Linked DNA regions of Hordeum vulgare: region 1 is linked to region 2. A link is a contact called in public Hi-C data. All regions are on one chromosome and are shown on one strand. Each heading gives the region's core, a stretch centred on a gene start, on an enhancer-like site or on the middle of the called end of the contact. The rest is flanking DNA. Distances are from core to core; before and after follow the strand shown. Region 1 holds the start of LOC123410314 (peroxidase P7-like). Region 2 holds the start of LOC123412692 (aspartate aminotransferase, mitochondrial-like).

Region 1 (3,593 bases), core at 499-2,998, 250 kb after region 2:
CCAATTTTAGGTTGACTCGCTGCAGTCCGTCGGATGGAGAGCGGATGGTGGATCGTGGGCCACAGGGCACAGGGCAGGGCACGGGATCTCAGTCTGTCCCAAATACGTACGTAGTAGCGATTCAGAGCGCATGAGGTGGAGCCAACTTGTTGAGAAATCATCCTGGCAGTTGCTATCGTTGCTACCCAGTGTCCGCGTTCCTGCATGCAAATGTCTTCAGACATGCGGTCACGCAGTGTTGTTCCCGACCGAGTTGGGGCATACCAGAACTGGTCATCCCCATCAGGCAATCACAACAATAGTTGAGGCACCGAAGCCGTACAGTGACGAAGAGGGCCGACAAGTTTGCCTGCCCCGGTGCGCGGTGCGGCAGCAGCAGGTTTGTGCGATATCGAGTTGTGGAGCAGCGAAGCACTCGCAACAGACAGGGTGGGCGGCCGGCACATGGATGCGCGTACAGCGTACTTGCAAAAACGGTCTCTCGTTTCGTGGGTGGCGGCCAGCGCGCGGCTCGCGGAGACGCGTGCCCAGCCCATCGAAAGTGCGTTTGTATCCAGAGGTAACTACTGTGATCAGTAGTGCCTGGACAGATTTGTTCATGGGAGTGCTAGGCATCCATTGATGGATTTATAGATCATCCACCATCCTTTTAGCCGTCTGATGTATACGGGCGTACCGTCTGATCATCAGCTCGGTCGTCTCCGTCCATCACATAAAATTCTGAACCAACGCTCCAGTTGCAAAAACATGCACGCTGCTACGCGTCCGGCTGACGGGTTAAAAAGTGACTGACGGATCTTTTGCAACATAAATTATGTTGCAAAAAATTTTTTTGCAACAAAGAATATGTTGCGGAAACGTTCGTATATTTTTTTTGCAATAAAATTTGTTATGGAATATTTTCCGCAACAAGAATCGTGTTGCAGAAACTTTTGCAACGTAGGTCAGGCTGCAAAAAACTTTTGCAACGTAGGTCAGGCTGGAGAAAACTTTTTGCAACAAAAGATATTTGTTTCAATTTTTTGAAACAGAGATCAAGTTGCGAAAACTCGCCATTGCGTCTACTTGCACTAGTGTCGTCGCGTCAATCGCAACAACACCGTTGTTGCAGAAACTCTGCAAAATTTTTCGAGGGATGGGGCTCGAGCTCGGGGCCAAACCAAGAAGGAGACTTAGGGCGCCGGAGTTTAGGACGTCTGCATCAGCACCGAATTGGTTTTGTCCAATACAGGACACGCGTCTGGTGGAATCCATCGACTGATGGTAAGAGTTTTCCTTTGTTCATCGATCCTAATCGGGCTTATAGAAATTTCAGTGCCGAAGCAAAGACCAGCTCTCAACCGAAGGCACTCACTCACCCACGTACTGCTCTCAGAGCAAAAGCCGCTGAAATCCAGAGCCAAGGCGCCGCTTTTCACCATGTTCCGAACCTCCGCACACCACGCAAAGACGGGAAGAAAGCGAGGGCAAAGCGACGATGCCCCCGGTCGCGCTCCGCCTTTGTTCCCCAAAGGAGAGGACCGACCCTACCCTACCCTACCCCATAGCCGCCCGATCGCCCGTGCTGGACACCACGCGCGCACCGTGGTGCGCCGCGCACACACGCAACCAGCTCTCCATTTCTCCAAGAGGCCACCATGCATGCATTCTCGTCAACCAGCCAATCACCCAGTGCGCCTCAAATCACGTTACGTGCGTTCAGATTGGTACACTACACAACTCAGACCATCACCACGACCAGCAGCCGCTATAAGTGCACTGTTATCTACCGTCTCTCTCTGCCACATCCGTTACTGAAGGCAGCCGCTCTACGACTGCGTGTGCTCTGTTTTTGTCGTAGTAGCTGAGCTGAGAGGGCCGAGATGGGTTTCTTGGTCGCCGCCAGCGCCAGGAGCTACGTCGTTGCTGCTGCTCTCCTCTGTGTGATCCTTCCTTGCCACGCGAAGCTCTCCACCAGGTTTTACGCCAGGACGTGCCCGAACGTGGAGGCCATCGTGCGGTCGGTGATGGCGCCGGCCGTCGCCGGGGAGCCGCGGATGGGCGCGTCCATCATCCGGCTCTTCTTCCACGACTGCTTCGTCAACGTGAGTCCGTCGCGTTTTCTCCTCGTCTCTGCCTCGCCGGCTACCTCCCTGAGCTTGAATTAATACGCGTGCGCACGTCTGTTTGTTTACATGCACGCACAGGGGTGTGACGCGTCGATCCTCCTGGACGACACGCCGACCTTCACCGGCGAGAAGAACGCCGGCGCGAACGCCAACTCCGTGCGCGGCTACGAGGTGATCGACGCCATCAAGGCGCGCGTCGAGGCGGCCTGCAAGGCCACCGTCTCCTGCGCCGACATCGTCGCATTGGCAGCCCGCGACGCCGTCAACCTGGTGAGTGACTGCACGTCCCGGTCCGCCGGCGGTGCTGCACCTTGACCTTTTCAGCTCGCAGTGTGTCGCTAACGCGAGGTGATCTGCACGGCATGCATGCAGCTGAGGGGCCCGAGCTGGAACGTGCCGCTGGGCCGGAAGGACTCGCGCACGGCGACCCAGAGCGCCGCCGACGCGAACCTCCCGGGGCCCGGCTCCAGCGCCGCGTCGCTCGTGTCGGCGTTCGCGGCCAAGGGGCTCTCGGCGCGCGAGATGACGGCGCTCTCCGGCGCGCACACCGTGGGGCGGGCGCGCTGCGTCGTCTTCCGCGGCCGCATCTACGGGGAGTCCAACATCAACGCCACCTTCGCGGCGGCGCGGCGGCAGACGTGCCCGCAGGCCGGCGGGGACGGCAACCTCGCGCCGTTCGACGACCGGACGCCGGACGCGTTCGACAACGGCTACTACACCAACCTGGTGGCGCGGCGCGGGCTGCTGCACTCGGACCAGGAGCTCTTCAACGGCGGGTCGCAGGACTCCCTGGTGAGGAAGTACAGCGGTAATGGCAAGATATTCGCCGGCGACTTCGCCAAGGCCATGGTCAAGATGGGTGGCCTCTTGCCGGCCGCCGGGACGCCCACGGAGGTCAGGTTGAACTGCAGGAAGGTTAACTAAGGATTGCCTGTTTCTGTTTGTGACTAAGATCACAAACTTGATTAACATCACCCACACAATTTATGTGACCGGCTAACGCGAGCAGGAGTATTATATCTTAATCAGATTGTGTAGTTAGTTATGTGCTTCTTCAGGAAAATGAATTGCGGAGTGCATTCTACTTTTCGGACTGAAACATACAGGAGGTGTTTGGTTCGTGAATTTTGACCCGTAACCTGATTACAGCGTAACTTCAAAACGTTACGTGTGTTTGGACCACATGGGCTGTAATCCGTTTCCGTGTAATCCAATTACATGGCTACTCGCCGCCGATACCGCCCACCCTATTCCGAAAACGGTTTCCTTTACTGACGTATTCTGATTTCATTACCATTTACATTACAGTTTCTGAACCAAACACCTTCACAGTATATAGTACTCGTAGGAGATTAAGACAGGAGAGGAAAAGTAATACTACATCAAAGGCATTTGGGAGGATACGCTTGTCAAAAGTGAAAACCCGAACCTACTCCCTCCGTTCCTAAATATAAGACCTTTTAGATATTGCACTATGAACTACAT
Region 2 (3,220 bases), core at 104-2,603:
TAGTGGGCTGCGGTTTTCATGGAGCAGCCAGTAGCGCGACCATGGCGTGAGTTGGCCAGCAGGGCAACTAGCTGCATGAGGGCATGCGGCGTAGAAGCAGAGAGGGAGGTAGGGATGAAAAGTGGGTCCCATTTAAACCCACTTATTATATAGTATTTTAAAATTTTGTTTTTTTCCAAGGAAAATAAACTGTGAAGCTAAAAAAACTAAATAAATGGGACTTGTGGTTGTCACTTATTTACCATTTACATCCCTAGAGGGAGGAACGCAAGCAGTAGTACAATGGACACTGTTTTTCTCTCCGTCGTCTCTTAGCTTATCCATGAATGTCCATGAAGACAGGAACGGAGCGAGTATTTGAACATGAAAGAGCGAAGGGATGGGAACACATGAACCATGGCACAAAAGAATTTCAAGTCTTAAATATTATAGCAATTAATATCAAACACATACAAGAAATTTATTTATTTTGAAACGGACAAGAATATTTTTTAAACATTAAACAAGGCTACATTTTTACTAGTTTAAACTATCTTTGACCCCGACCTGGCCGATCGAACAAATCAATAATTTTATAAACATTAAACCTCACAACTATTTCCTTCCCAGTGTATACCACCATGTAATATTGAAGAAAACTGCCACCCATTTTATTTCAAAGATGCCGTTTGATTAGTTTGATTGCTAAAAACGCACCATATTTGCAATTGAGACAGAGAGAGAGAGACGACCAATTGCAGTAATCTACCGACCATTGTATCTGCAGAAGTTTTGGCATCTATCTCTGTGATTGGATTTCCATCTTCAACATTAGTTTGCTTGGCGGTGTCTTTCTCTTCCTGATCTATGCAATTCTAGTAGTACAAAAAAAGATACATAATCAGTTAACTGATCTGATAACCAACAAAATGCACAAACTACTAACAATTGATTGATTAGTTTGTGTGATCAAAATGACACTAAAATATTATGAATCTATAAACAATATTACATCTGGCTCGATCGGAGCAAGTTAGAAATTGGGTGTGGCGCCGCCACCCGGCTGATCATTGTCACGTAGAATTGAACTGGATTGATGAGCGACAGCTTTGCTAGGCATGCAACGTCAATGACATGGAAGCCCAGCGGACGGCGATGATGTTCAAGTGCTCCATGAAGTCCAAACCCTAGCGGCCTAGCGTATGGTGGGCAGCGTCAACACGAAATAGGTCTAGTCTTATTTTTGAATTTATGACGAAGTTGCATGCAGGTGTGTGAAGCCAAAGCAAAAGTGACAAAACGGAAGGCCGTGGAAACTCGGCTTCGCGAGAGTTCCAGCCAACAGAGCAACCCCCACCCTTACAATCGAGGCCCCACTTGCAGCCGCACATGACATCACTGAAGTACTGGCACAACAAACCCCACAAGAGCACAAAGCCCCAGCAGTCAGCAGAGAACAACATAGCGGCACGCAACACGCAACACGCAGCAAAGCGCCGGTGCCGCTTCCCCAGGACCCCAGGTCACCAGCCACCTCCTCTCTTCTCCAGCAGCAGCGGCAGCCTCGCCACGCGCCGCGCGCGCGCAGCAACCGGCATGGCGATGTCTCGCGCCGCCGCGGCCGTCCGGCAGCGCCGACGCGTGCCGCTCCTGCCCGCGGCGAGGTCCATGGCGTCGTGGTTCGGGCACGTGGAGCCGGCCCCCAAGGACCCCATCCTCGGCGTCACCGAGGCCTTCCTCGCCGACCCCTCGCCGGACAAAGTGAACGTCGGCGTCGTACGTGTCTCTTTCTCCCTCTCTCTCTCTCTCTCTCTCTCTGCTTCTCTTGGCCCGCATGCCCTGCCACAGCTGCGTTTCTCGCGGTGTGCCGCGACCGAAATGGGTGGGTGCCGATCGTAGGGGCTGATGAGTGACGCCTTCTTCCTGTTGTGCCGCGCGCAGGGCGCGTACCGGGACGACGCCGGGAAGCCCGTGGTGCTGGAGTGCGTGCGCGAGGCGGAGCGGCGAATCGCCGGGAGCACCAACATGTGAGATCTCGCTGTCCGCCTTTCCTCTGGTCTCTCTTGGCCCTTGCTTTTCCTTTAATGCGGTTGTGGGTGCAGTTCTCTTGGTCCTGGGGAGTGAGCAATTGATTGATGATGAATTGACGTGGACGAAAGCTTAGCTTTATGATGCATGATGCATGAAGCCTGCATTGCCCTGCAGTCTTGTGATAATACTTCGACAATTCTACTGTGTGGATTTTTCTTGGACAATAAGTACGCACATTTGTCGATTTCGCTATCGAGAAATTATTGATAGGATCATAACGCACTTCCAGGCAGCCGTGTCTAATACAGCATTTGGAAGTTTCAATCTAGCTTTTGTGCACAGCACCTTGAGAGTTCACAGTTCTTTTTGGAGGGGTTTCCTGTAAAAGGGATTATTGAGTTCCAGCTGTGCAATTAAAAATAAATAAATAATAATAATAATAATAATAATAATAATAATAATAATAATAATAATAATAATAATAATAATAATAATAATAATAATTGGAGTTCAATGGTAATGGAATGCAATTTTAGTGCATGAACGAACGATTATCATGAGTTCTCAAATTCTTTTCCTGACGAAATTTGTGAAACAGGGAGTACCTTCCGATGGGAGGAAGCGTGAAGATGATTGAGGAATCGCTGAAGCTGGCATACGGGGAGGATTCTGAGTTCATCAAGGACAAGAGGATCGCGGCAGTGCAGGCTCTTTCGGGGACTGGTGCATGTCGCCTCTTTGCAGATTTCCAGAAGCGCTTCTTGCCCGATTCACACATCTACATTCCTACTCCTACATGGTCAAAGTGAGTTAGGATCCATTCTACTTTGACTGTCTCATATCCATGCATGCCGTGGCATGACACCTAAATTTTTGGTTACAAGTCTCCAGTAGGTTACCAAAAACAATTCAGAGTCCACACTGAGCGTAGTCGTAGTGCACTTGCATTGCAAAATTTCAAATGTTGGCACCCTCTGACAATAGCTAACTGTATGAACCTGTTCAGCCATCACAACATTTGGAGGGATGCCCAGGTACCACAAAGTGCATTTGCCTACTACCATCCAGAATCAAGAGGACTGGACTTTGCAGGCCTGATGGATGATATCAAGGTATTTTTGTTAGTGATGAACATTTTTACAAGTGCTGTAGAGTGTAGACACGACTGATCCTTCCAGTAATATTGTTACAAAAGTAATTGTAGTTTGCT

What was found. Hi-C and Micro-C count contacts between places; a contact is called where the count stands out from the background.
Region 1: a contact with region 2 is called in a Hi-C map of seedling, with 4 times the contacts expected there. The contact joins the promoter of LOC123410314 here to the promoter of LOC123412692 in region 2. A contact is called at or near these places in 2 of 6 Hi-C or Micro-C datasets (leaf and seedling) and 1 of 1 datasets of contacts at active chromatin or transcription factors (embryo).

Annotation. Positions count from the first base shown.
Region 1 is chr7H:521,361,739-521,365,331 of MorexV3_pseudomolecules_assembly, forward strand. LOC123410314 (peroxidase P7-like) reads left to right here and starts at 1,749. Exons shown (of 4, transcript XM_045103244.1): 1 at 1,749-2,084; 2 at 2,187-2,378; 3 at 2,481-3,023. The coding sequence starts at 1,863.
Region 2 is chr7H:521,107,723-521,110,942 of MorexV3_pseudomolecules_assembly, forward strand. It overlaps LOC123412692 (aspartate aminotransferase, mitochondrial-like), which reads left to right and starts at 1,354. Exons shown (of 10, transcript XM_045105634.1): 1 at 1,354-1,755; 2 at 1,921-2,006; 3 at 2,609-2,815; 4 at 3,017-3,122. The coding sequence starts at 1,369.